2 separate regions of the Sus scrofa genome follow, and region 2 is linked to region 1. Evidence: chromatin contacts called from public HiChIP or PLAC-seq data. All regions are on one chromosome and are shown on one strand. Each heading gives the region's core, a stretch centred on a gene start, on an enhancer-like site or on the middle of the called end of the contact. The rest is flanking DNA. Distances are from core to core; before and after follow the strand shown.

What was found. HiChIP or PLAC-seq counts read pairs in DNA pulled down with a chosen protein or histone mark.
Region 2: a contact with region 1 is called in an H3K27ac HiChIP or PLAC-seq map of alveolar macrophages. The contact joins the promoter of EDEM1 here to the promoter of ARL8B in region 1. A contact is called at or near these places in 2 of 5 promoter capture datasets (fetal liver and liver), 23 of 47 Hi-C or Micro-C datasets (alveolar macrophages, blood, embryonic fibroblasts and 12 more) and 2 of 2 datasets of contacts at active chromatin or transcription factors (alveolar macrophages and skeletal muscle).

Annotation. Positions count from the first base shown.
Region 1 is chr13:61,637,225-61,642,739 of Sscrofa11.1, reverse strand. ARL8B (ADP ribosylation factor like GTPase 8B) reads right to left here and starts at 2,057. Exons shown (of 8, transcript NM_001252214.1): 1 at 1,773-2,057. The coding sequence starts at 1,895.
Region 2 is chr13:61,700,388-61,705,902 of Sscrofa11.1, reverse strand. It overlaps EDEM1 (ER degradation-enhancing alpha-mannosidase-like protein 1), which reads right to left and starts at 2,302. Exons shown (of 11, transcript XM_021069286.1): 1 at 1,658-2,302. The coding sequence starts at 2,176.

The DNA.
Region 1 (5,515 bases), core at 808-3,307:
TCAAAGATTTACTAAACTTTAGGTTTCCCAAGCACAACTACTTCTCTGTAATAAATGCAATTGTAGTAACACACCTATCTACACTACAAATTACTTCAGTCTTGTCAAAAAGATAGGATTTCAAGGAGATGCCAATTCTTATCTCAAAGGACTATCAGAAAATTTACAGCTAAATGAGCTCAACTGCATTCAAGCTGATCTTTTCTATATCACATAAAAGTTTGAATATGGACACTTAGCCCGAAGTTTTTCGTTATTAGTTTTTAGTGGTATCAAATACACATTCCATTTTTCTTGGCCTGTTAAAAAGAAAGTCATCTCAAGATACCCCCACCAAAAAGAGCCAAACAAGTAGCAAATGTTCTTTTTTTATTTTTATATGCAACATTCCTCAAAGGAAGTTTGTATTTCTGCTAATCTCTATCTCTCCAAGTCTTATTCATTCCTGTTGCTCTAAAACTGCAAGGACTAAGATCACAAGTTACACAAGCTGGTGTGTTCTCCAACAACGGAGGTATACTTGAATCATTCCTGTAACCAAACCAGTTGGACAGCTAGTCTCCTATTAAATAAGGATTGCACCCATCAGCTAAAGGGTGGAGGAACTACTGCCATCTCTCTTTGAAATGGCTCTAAAGTTCATCCCAGACAAGCACAAGCCCCTATCAGCGAAGACTGAGTCACAGGAACTCCTGGGCTCTAAATAAAGATTGAGGAGACTCTGTCGCGCTTATTCCTTCCCCAGCCAACCAAACAGGCAAAATTTAATCATCCTCTTTCCCCTCAACCACTGCTGAACAAACACCACATAGTATAGAGGTTCGCAGGGCAATTTCCCCTCCCAGATACCCATTCCCTGGGCGTCGAATAAACTCTGTTCCCATCCAGTCCCTTTCTCTCTCTTCAGTTAAGAAACACCATCACAAAACACCAACTCCTCTTTTTCAAAGTAGTTAACTTTACGCTGCCTGCAGATCCGTCTTATCCCGTACGTGAGAACTCTAGAAAAGCAGAGATTCCCCCAACTCCTTGATTTAATAAAAGCTGTACACTTGTAAGTCAACTGTACTTCAATTTAGAAATAAATGATAAATAAAATAAAAGCTGTCCACCACTGGGAAATGTCTCTCCCCAGCTTCCACCCGCCAGCGCAGCGCAATCAACTGGATCTTGGCCCCTAGGGGAACCGGTGAAAGCCAGTAACCGAATTACAGGGGACGGGCTGCCCACAGAATTCAGGAAGAAGCCCACACTGGTCCCGCGCGTTCCTCACAATGGGGCTCCTCGTCCCGAGTGGCTAGTTGAGAAAGGATCTCAATTTGTATGCATGCCTTCTCACGGAACAGCGAAACTCGCCACATCCCACCCTTCGGGAAAGTGACAAGCTGGAGTTAACCCTTCCGCCGCCCCTACAGATCAAACCCTAAGGAAACCCCCATCCCCCAAAGCGCCTTAAACACAAGTCCAATTCTAACCTTTCCAAGCCCAGGCGCCGATGAGGACGCGACGCTTCGAAGATGACCAAATGGAATTAACCCTTCAGCTGCCGACCCCAACACTCCACTTCATCTACCAACACGCGGGAAAACTCTAAATCTTGGCCCTCGGGGAGGTGACAGGCACGGCGTGCGCTGCACCGCACCCCACCCCCCCGCCGCCCCACATTACCTAGAGCTCCGCCGCGCGGAGGGGACCCCAGGACAGGCCCTTGGGCGGCTGCCGGGCGGACTCGCGGGCTTCTGCGCCCCGGGCGGGTTAGCAAGAGCACTCACCGCGATGACATTGACGAAAGTGGTCTTGCCCGAGTACTGCAGCCCCACGAGCGTCAGCTCCATCTCCTCCTTCCAAAAGAGCGAGCGGAACCAGTCCAGCAGGCGGGAGATGAGCGCCAGCATGATGGCGGTCGGGAGGGAAGACTGATGGGCAAGCGGGTGGGCAGCTGCGGCGACGAACTCCACACGAGCGGGCCTTGGCCCGGACCCCCCGCAACGGCTCCTCGGGGCCCCGGCGCGACGCTGGCGGACACAGGCGGGCGGCGACAGCAGAAGCCAGGAAGCCGAGCAGGTCATATGACTCGCCCTACCCCCAACGCGCGTCCCGGCGCCGCTGTAGGCATACACGGCAAGAGCGGCGGGGCCCGCAAGGCCAGGCGCGTGCGCCGCCTGCAGCGCCACCTGCTGAGACCTCCGCGCAGCAACGCCCTCCGGCCTTGGGCTCCCTTTCTACCACCCTCCTTAGCTAATTAATGCAGGTCAATTCACCACTCATTCTCTCTGTGATTGTTTATTTACAGTTAGCTACATGCAGAAAGACTTCACGACTTTGGAGGATTCAACACGAAAATCCCTGTCCTACAGAGCAAAAGATGGAAGCCACAAGTGTTTATCAGTAGGGAAGTGATTAAATAAACTCTGGTAAGTTCTCAAAAGGGACTAATTTAACAGCTATTAAAAAAAAAATAAAAATGAGGACTTCGCGTCATGGCGCAGTGGAAACAAATCCGACTAGGAACCATGAGGTTGCGGGTTGGATCCATGGCCTTGCTCAGAGATTTAAGGATCTGGTGTTGCTGTGAGCTGTGGTGTAAGTTGTAGACTTGGTTGGGAGCCTGTGTTGCGTTGCTGTGGCAGAGGCCCGCAGCTACAGCTCCGATTCAACCCCTAGACTCGGAACCTCCATATGTCACAGGTGCAGCCCTAAAAAGCAAAAAAAAAAAAAAAAAAAAAAGAATGATAAGCAGTGCTTCCTTGCCTGCCCGTTTGTACCTCCCACAAGCGTCATATCATAGTAAATCTATTTCTTGCCTATCAATAAATAAATAATAAAAATTTAAAAAGAATGAGAAAGTTCTGTATAAACTGATAAGAAATAATGTCCAGGAAATATTTTAAAGGAACATGAATGCAAGATGTCAACTATATATTAAATGACACTTTGGGTATAAGATGAAAAACAACAATATACATGTATATGTACAAATACATATATCTTTGCATAAAGAAATATTCAAAAACTAATAAAAATGATTTTATGGGGGGAAGGGGAAACTGGATGGTCATAGGCAGGAATGGAATGAGAAGTCTCTGAATATCTTTTATATAGTTTTCACTTTCAACCATGTAAATGAGTTGCCTGTTCAAAAGTTTAATTTAATTAAAAATTACATTAAAATATCTGCAAGGCTTTCAAATTAAAAGAAAATTCCTTCCCTGAGGAGCTTACATTCCAGATAAGTAAAAGATATAATACCATGCATACAACAAAGTGATTCAGTTTTATATATATACATATGTATGTGTATATATATATTATTCAGATTCTTGTAAATCAACTGTACTTCAATAAAAAATAAAATAATTTTTTTCTTTTTTTTGTCTTTTTAGGGCCATACGTGCGGCATATAGAGGTTCCCAGGCTAGGGGTCTAATCGGAGCTGTAGCTGCCAGCCTACACCAGAGCCACAGCAATGCAGGATCCCAGCCACATCTGCGACCTATACCACAGCTCACGGCAATGCAGATCCTTAACCCACTGAGCAAAGCCAGTGATTGAACCCGCAACCTCATGGTTCCTAGTTGGATTCGTTAACCACTGAGCCACCATGGGAACTCCCCAAAATTAAAAAAATTTAAAAGATACAATGCCATGTAGTACTGAGCATTATAAAGAAAACTGAACAAGAGAAGGATACAGGAGTGGCCCCTGTTTTAGTCAGGGTCAAAGTAGTTCCCTCAGAGAAGGAGGGCTTGGATGGGAAAACCTGAGAATGTGAGAAGCAGAGCAAGGCACACAGAAAGAAAAGCAAAGGCTCCAGAGGAGAAAGGTGTTCTAGGAAGAGAAAGACAGTGTGGTTAGTCCAGGTTAATAACAGAGGGAGTTGAAAGGAATACGGATGGAGAGAGAGTCAGGGACCTGAGGAAGTAAGGCTTGGTGGCCGTAGATCAAATTTTACTCTCACTGTGATGGGGAACTGGGAAAGTGAACCAATTTGTATTTTTAAAGGTTTGCTCAGGAGGGAGTTCCCTTTGTGGCTCAGCAGAAATGAATATGACTAGCATCCCATGAGGATGCAGGTTTAATCCCTGGCCTTGCTCAGTGGATTAAGATCTAGCATTGCTGTGAGAGTGTCTCAGATCCCACATGGCTGTGACTATGGTATAGGCCAGTGGCTACAGCTCCAACTTGAACCCCAGCCTGGGAACTTCCATATGCTGTGGGTGAAACCCTAAAAAGACAAAAAATAAAATAAAAATTAAAAGAATAAAAATAAAAGTTCACTCAGACAGCTCCTTGAAGAACTAGGTGTAGGAAGTCAAAATGGGTTGAATCCCCCCCCAACCCCCACACACACACTCAAGATAACTTGGAGTTCTAAACCCCCAGTACCTCAGAATGTGACCTTCTTTGGAAATAGGGCCACTGTAGATGTTATCAGTTTAGATGGTCTTAGTGGAGTATGGTTCGCCCTTCATCCAAAATGATTGGTGCCCTTAAAGGAAGAGGAGAAGATACAGACACCAGAAAGGAGAGATCCATGGGTCAACAGAGGCTGAGGCTGCAGTGTTGCACCTGCAAGCCAGGGAATGTCAAGGAACTGCAGCAAACCACCGGGAGTTGTTGAAGCAGGCTGAAACGGATGCTCCATCACAGCCTCAGAAGGAACCAGCCTTGCAACACCTTAGATCTTGAAGTTCTGCTCTAGGACCATGAGACAATACATTTCTGTGGTTTTAAGCCACCCAGTTTGTGATCCTTTGATACAGCAGGCCTACCGAGTTAATAGAGAGAGAAAGAGCAGCAGTAGTGAGATGGGTCAGGAAGCTATTACACTAGTACAAGGGAGTAATGATGGTAGCTGGGCCCACAACTTGGGACATGCTTAGGTGTCAGCCCCCATGGAGCTTCCGTTCTGGTGGGAAAGACAATGGACAAATAAAGAAATACACTAATTTCAAAGTGAAATATTGAACATTACTCAACATTTACACTGACCATAACTCCCCCTCTTTTTTACTATCAAATCTAGTTTTAATTTTCTATAACAAGTCTTTCTGCCCTCCAACCCATACACCCCTACTGTACCCAGGGTATCGGTAAGAGTGCAGGCCTCCCCTCTTCCCCTTGAGGCCAAGGTATTGGCAGTAGCAGCAGCCCCTTGATGAGAGGCCTCAGGGCAGTCCTTAGGCTCCTCTCTTCCCCAGAGAGCCAGTTTTTAGACAATTACCAGCACACCACTGAGAGTACCAAATACATAGCGTTAAAATGAGATTAAATAAAACAATGGTAAATTAGATTAAGTAAGGTAATGACAAGCATGATATAGTTATTGTATATACTGTTCATAGTTAGAATAGCTGATTCTGATGCCAGCTTCTCTACCTTTCAGCTGTATAAACTATGCAAGTTGCTTAACCTCTGTGCTTCTATTTATTGCAGAGAGAGAGAGGATTGTTATCAGCCTCAATAGATTATTTTTTGTTGTCATTTTGTTGTTGTTTCTGGGCCAGGGATCAAA
Region 2 (5,515 bases), core at 1,053-3,552, 63 kb before region 1:
GAAGCCTGAGAAAAAAATCTGTGAGGGAGAACAACTCAGTGTGTTTGCTCTTGCAGTACCATGAGCACTGGTGAGAAAATAAAATTAAGATCCGAAATACGTACACACACTTTGATTTCAACTACATTAAAAGTGTGCAGGCATCTGGGCAGGAGTTGGCAGGAAAAATAAATTAAAAATAACTGCCTGGTGGGATTTTAGGCTTTTTTTTTTTTTTTTAATTTTAACTTTTTTCCCCAAAAAACTGAGATCAAAAGAAAACACCTGGTGCTGCGGGAGAGGCCCTAGAAAAGGCAAAAAGGCAAAAAGACAAAAAAAAAAAAAGAAAGAAAGAAAACACATGGGTATAAAGTCTGGTATAGTTAAGCTAATTAGGGAAAACAACTCAATTTCATACAATATGAAAAGGCCCAGTAATTTTTTCCAAAATTTAATAAAAATTTTTCTCAAAAAAATTGATTGAAAATATATTTATACATATGGCCAGTTATACATTTAAACTATATCAACCTTTACACGTAAAGTGAAACACGAAAAGTACCTCAACAGTTTCCTACAATTTTAGAAAGACCCAGTCCTTTTAAGTTAACCTGCCCTGTGCCCTCATGCTCTCAAATTGAAATTTATGACATGAGTTTGTAGATAATAAAACCATTTTTAAAGCTCTTCTGCCTCCTTTACTCTATGGGCTTCCTTTTTAGAACCTGAGAAGTGGCCTTTGCTGCTTTTCACCAGGTGAAGGAAAACACAGGGCTCACTGTCAAAAGGGGCCAAGCAACGGACTCCTCCACTCCCGCCTGAGAGGAGGAACCCAGGGGAAGACAGTCACCTATCCAGCCATCAGGGTCAGTCAGAGCACACCGGTTCCCTCCAGCCAGGAGGTCCTCAGCTGGGTGTGCTGTCCTCTTGGACTCTGAAGTCAACAGCAATGACCCTTGAAGCTCACTCTGCAAACAAGCCTGATCCAAGGACAGGACTGGTCCACCTTTCCTGACAGCCCTGCCACCAGACCGGGGAGAACCTGCAGGACAGACCCTACAGTAAGGCAAAGGAATCCCATCCTGAGCATCAGGAACCCAAATGTAGGCCTCACAGCCTCCCTCCCTTCCACCTAACCATCCTCAGCCTAAAAAGCAGCCTCTGTGATGAAGGAGAAAGATTGTAGCCCTGCTCTGCCTCAGATTCACTGCCTGGCTTTAGAAGTCCCTTCCCGGGATCAACTTCTGAATTTATATATTTCTATACAGAAAAGTGGGGAGTAGGCTAGGTGGGGGAAGGTAAGGGCTAGTTCTGAAGCTACATTTACAAGGGATTTCATCTTGATTTTATGTTCACCTGGAGAAAGGGTGAAGATGGGAGTTTAAGGTCCCCCCAAGTCACCCCTTGGTACTGCTACTGTGCCCTCTGTTCTCTGAGCCTCAGTTTTCCCATCTGTAAAAGAGATTGCGCAGACAGCAGTCCAGTAACTCGGATTCCGGAAGAATCAGGACAGAGGGCAGACATCGGCCCTTCCACTTACCCCCAAGCCCCCATCACCCTAAACACCCCGGCACCCTTAGGGGGACCCAGAGGACGGACGGCAGCACCCACCCCCGGGGTCGGAAGGAAGTGCGTGCGGTGAGCGGTCCCGGGCGTCCGGCCGGCGCGGGGTACTCACGGGTCCCCGCGGTCCGGCCCTCGGCCGCGGCAGTGGATGGGGTTGAGCTCGTCCTGGGGAAAGGCGTGCGCCATGTAATTGTCGTAGCCGAAGACGAACATGCCTCGCGCCAGGTCGCGCATCTGTGCGCGCAGCTGAGGCGGGAAGGCACCACTGTAGCGCTTCTCGTACTCGTCCCGGCCGCGGTCCCGGCCGCCCAGCACGTAGCCCCAGTGGGCCGGGCCACACACACCCGGCCCTGGCCGCCGCGGAGCCCGCCGCCGCCCCGCAGACGCTGCCGCCGCCGCCGCCGCGGGAACCGGCGGCTGCAGCCACGACGGCCCCCCAGGCGTCCCCGGCCTGCCCGCGGGCCCCGAGGCAAGAGACGCGGGGCCGTCGGAGCCCCTCAGGCGGTGGAAGCCGAAGCTGAGCGGGAAGCGCTGGTAGAAGCCCATGCTGGGCCCCAGCCCGAAGACAAGCCACAGCACTCCATGGAGGCCAAGCCGGAGGAGCACCAGCCCCAGGACGAGCGCTCGCCATTGCATGGTCGCGCGGGCGCCGCGGGCATTATTTTAAAACGCTGGGGACCTTCCCCGCCGACCACCGCACCCCACGTCCGCCTCGTAGCCCCGCTCACTTCCCCTTTAAGGAACTTCCCCGTGACGCACCAGGAACTGGCCCATTGTCCCCCACCCCCAGCATTCCGGGCCCAGCCGGCCAGGCCCCGCATTCGCCCGCCCAGTCGCCCGGATTGGCCCGGCCCCGGCCCGGCCTCGCTGTGCGAGGCGTGGGACTCCCTCAGGCGCCATAGGCCACCTGGTTGCCCCCAACGCCACGAGGCCCCGCCCCGTCCTTTCGGCCCCGCCCCCAGGGCGGTCCGGAGTCGGCTGGGCTGGCGTGGCGAGTAGGAGCAGCTCGGGCTCCGGAGGAGGGAACTTCCAGCCAATGGGAGCGCGGCACGGAACCTGCAGCTGAAGGCTGGACAGGGACGTGGCCCAGGACCCGCCCCGCTCCAGTAGAACCGGCTCCGCGCTGGGACCGGAGCTGTATGTTAGGGACGGTAACAATTAAGACATAAGGAACAAGGAACGAAAAAAGGACATTTCTATATAAGGCAGCTACTTTGGCATACCAAGGGCAAGTTTTTTTTACATGGTGGGGGGTGGATGTTGCCGTAAAACGTTATCTTGAATTACTTTTATTAAAACACCCTAATTTGTTTTCTTTTAACTTAAAATTTGAACCCTTTTTATTAAAACGCCCTAACTTGTAAGAAGCGCTCACGGTGACTGTAAAATACACATTCCCAGGTCCTGTCCTAGACCTATAGATAGAGGGCCCGGGCAATGTGTCTAACAAATACGCTTCGGCAATTCTTAGTATCCGACAATTCCAGGAAATACTGAGTTAGGTTGAGTTGCCTTTGTCTCAGAAATACGACTATTTTTAAAAAAAGATACAGAAGAAAAATGCAGGGGGGAGGAGTCAAGGCTGCTTGCCGCCACCACCGATTATTTTTACCAGATCTATTCAATCATATCACCATCTCTCCTGTGCACTGTAGCAGTGACCTAACCTTTGACGTGTGGGATAGGTTCCTGGTCAAATCACTTTACCTCTTAGTATCTACTTACCATAATAAGCAAGGTTGAAAATGTCAGCTCTGAAGGGCTATTGCTTTCATGTAATGGCTCAACGGTTTGGGGGTTTTGTTTTCTTTTGTTTGCCGCATTTGGAAATGTCTGCTAAGATTTGCCCTCCTTAAGTTTAGACCATGTGCCTATTATACTGAGGTTCCTGAAAAGCTCAGGAAGCAAGACCTGATGAGTGGCTCAAGCCAGACTGGCAGAATAACCAAGGGAGTGACTAAGAAGATGACAGAGTAGTCATGTGGCACATTCTCAGGGTCAGAAGACTTTTAGCAATACAGAGGAGGTATAATGGAGACTCCCTGAGAAGGAGCCTGAAGAAACATGATTGTAACACAGGTGGCTGGCACATAGTAAGACCCTTTTTGTTGATTGACCCTTATTCCTGTCCAAAATACCGACAGGCCTGCCCAAGCATCGAAGGAATGTAAAAAGAGTTTGAGCCAGGGTCTTTTGCCTACAGGTATTCTTTTCCTACTTTTCACCTAGGGACCCTGATGAAAGTTCAACATCAGGGCTTGATCCTGAACGTTCAGGTCTGCCTTCTTGAAACTTGCAAACTGAATATGAATATTAAGGGTCATGTTATATATTTCCTTCATAAGTTATTGCAAATTTTTACTTACCAGCAGTCAACTACAAACCACATTGATAATAGCTCCTGTCTTCATACTGGAGACAAACTCTAATAACAAATCTTTTTCATAGCCAGAGAAAACCCTCTAACTTCTAAAAGACGCTTTTCATGGAAAAACTGACAATAGCTGCCAGCCATATACGTCTGGCAAGTTTCAAAATACTTTCCACATGTGTTCTTATTTAAGCTTCACAAAAAACCTTGTAAGGTGTAGTCCACAAGCCATAAGGGAAGAAGTCAGGTTGGGGGAACTCAAGTTCTCCAAGTGAGTTGGCTCTAGGAAGAAAAAAAGGCAGATCAGGCTGGTCTTTCACACTTTCGTCCCAGTTTACTGAAACCAGCTAGCCCTCAAAAGCCAAGAAAGACTGGTCTTTCTACTCTTCCCAAACCAGCAATGCTGACATTAGTGTCCTGCAAGGCACATCCCAGGATTCAGGGGCCATAGTCAGAAAATGTTTTCTCCTTGAATTAAGCTGAACCAAGGGGGGACAGAGGTAATTGTGTTAGCTCTCTATATTAGACTAGACACCCCTCAAGGTAAATGTGCCTGAAAAGACTGGGACAACACCCATATCCAATTAGAAAGGCCAATCTTAAAAACCAACTCTTTAAGAAACTGTTTTGTACTGGGTCGTTCCACAAAGTATCTTACAAAAGCATGAGGGGACTGATTAAAAAGAAGCCTGAAATGCGTTAAGGTAAAAATTGCTTTACTCTGGGTGGCGCCAAAGAGACAACTAAGAATCCAGATTCAGAAGACTGCCAGAGTTTAAATCTTAGCATTGCCCTCTGAGTGACCTTGGGAAGTTTTAACTTTTCAGGACTTACTTGCTTGTCTGTAAAATAAGGGTGATAAGAACAGTACTTACTGCATATGGCTGTAAAAATTAAATTTATTGTATATAGTGTACCTACAACATGAGTAAGATAAAAACTCAACTCTTTCTTGAGACCAGCATTTGATAAAAGTAACTGAAACAGACACAGCTGAGGACTAATTCAATAACTAAGCCCCTATTTTCAAAGCACTATTTTAGAAGAAAAATGTGTCTAAGGAAACCAAGTATAAAATAGAACAAGGGCTAAAACTCAACACAGTTCAAGAGCAGTTGCAAAAGCTTTGAATCCCCAAGTCTAATTCCAGTTCTATTCAACTCAACCTATTCCAGCTTCCATACATCACAGTCTTCAATCTCTGTGATTTGGGTTATATCCCACAAGGTGACCCAAATTCAGTCTCCCTCTTTGCGAGTTGAAGATGACTGCTAACATCTATTTCAGTTCCTTTAAAGATATCCTCCACTGAGAATAAATAACAAACATTACAGTTTTCAGGATCAGTCTTGTGAGGCTGAATGGGTGAATCAATGCACTAGGTTTCTAAAACAGTAAAATCAGAAGAAAGCTCTGGCCCTTTGATATCCCTAAAGGGTAGTCTCAGAGCTTCTTAGATTAAATATTGGGGTTAAAATGGCCTATTAAAAGAAGGGGCTTTTCTATTTTAAGAAGTTTATAAGTGATTTATTATCCAAAGCAATAATTAAAAAAAAAATCAGGTGATGTGATGATGACTTTTAAAACTAATTACTGCTT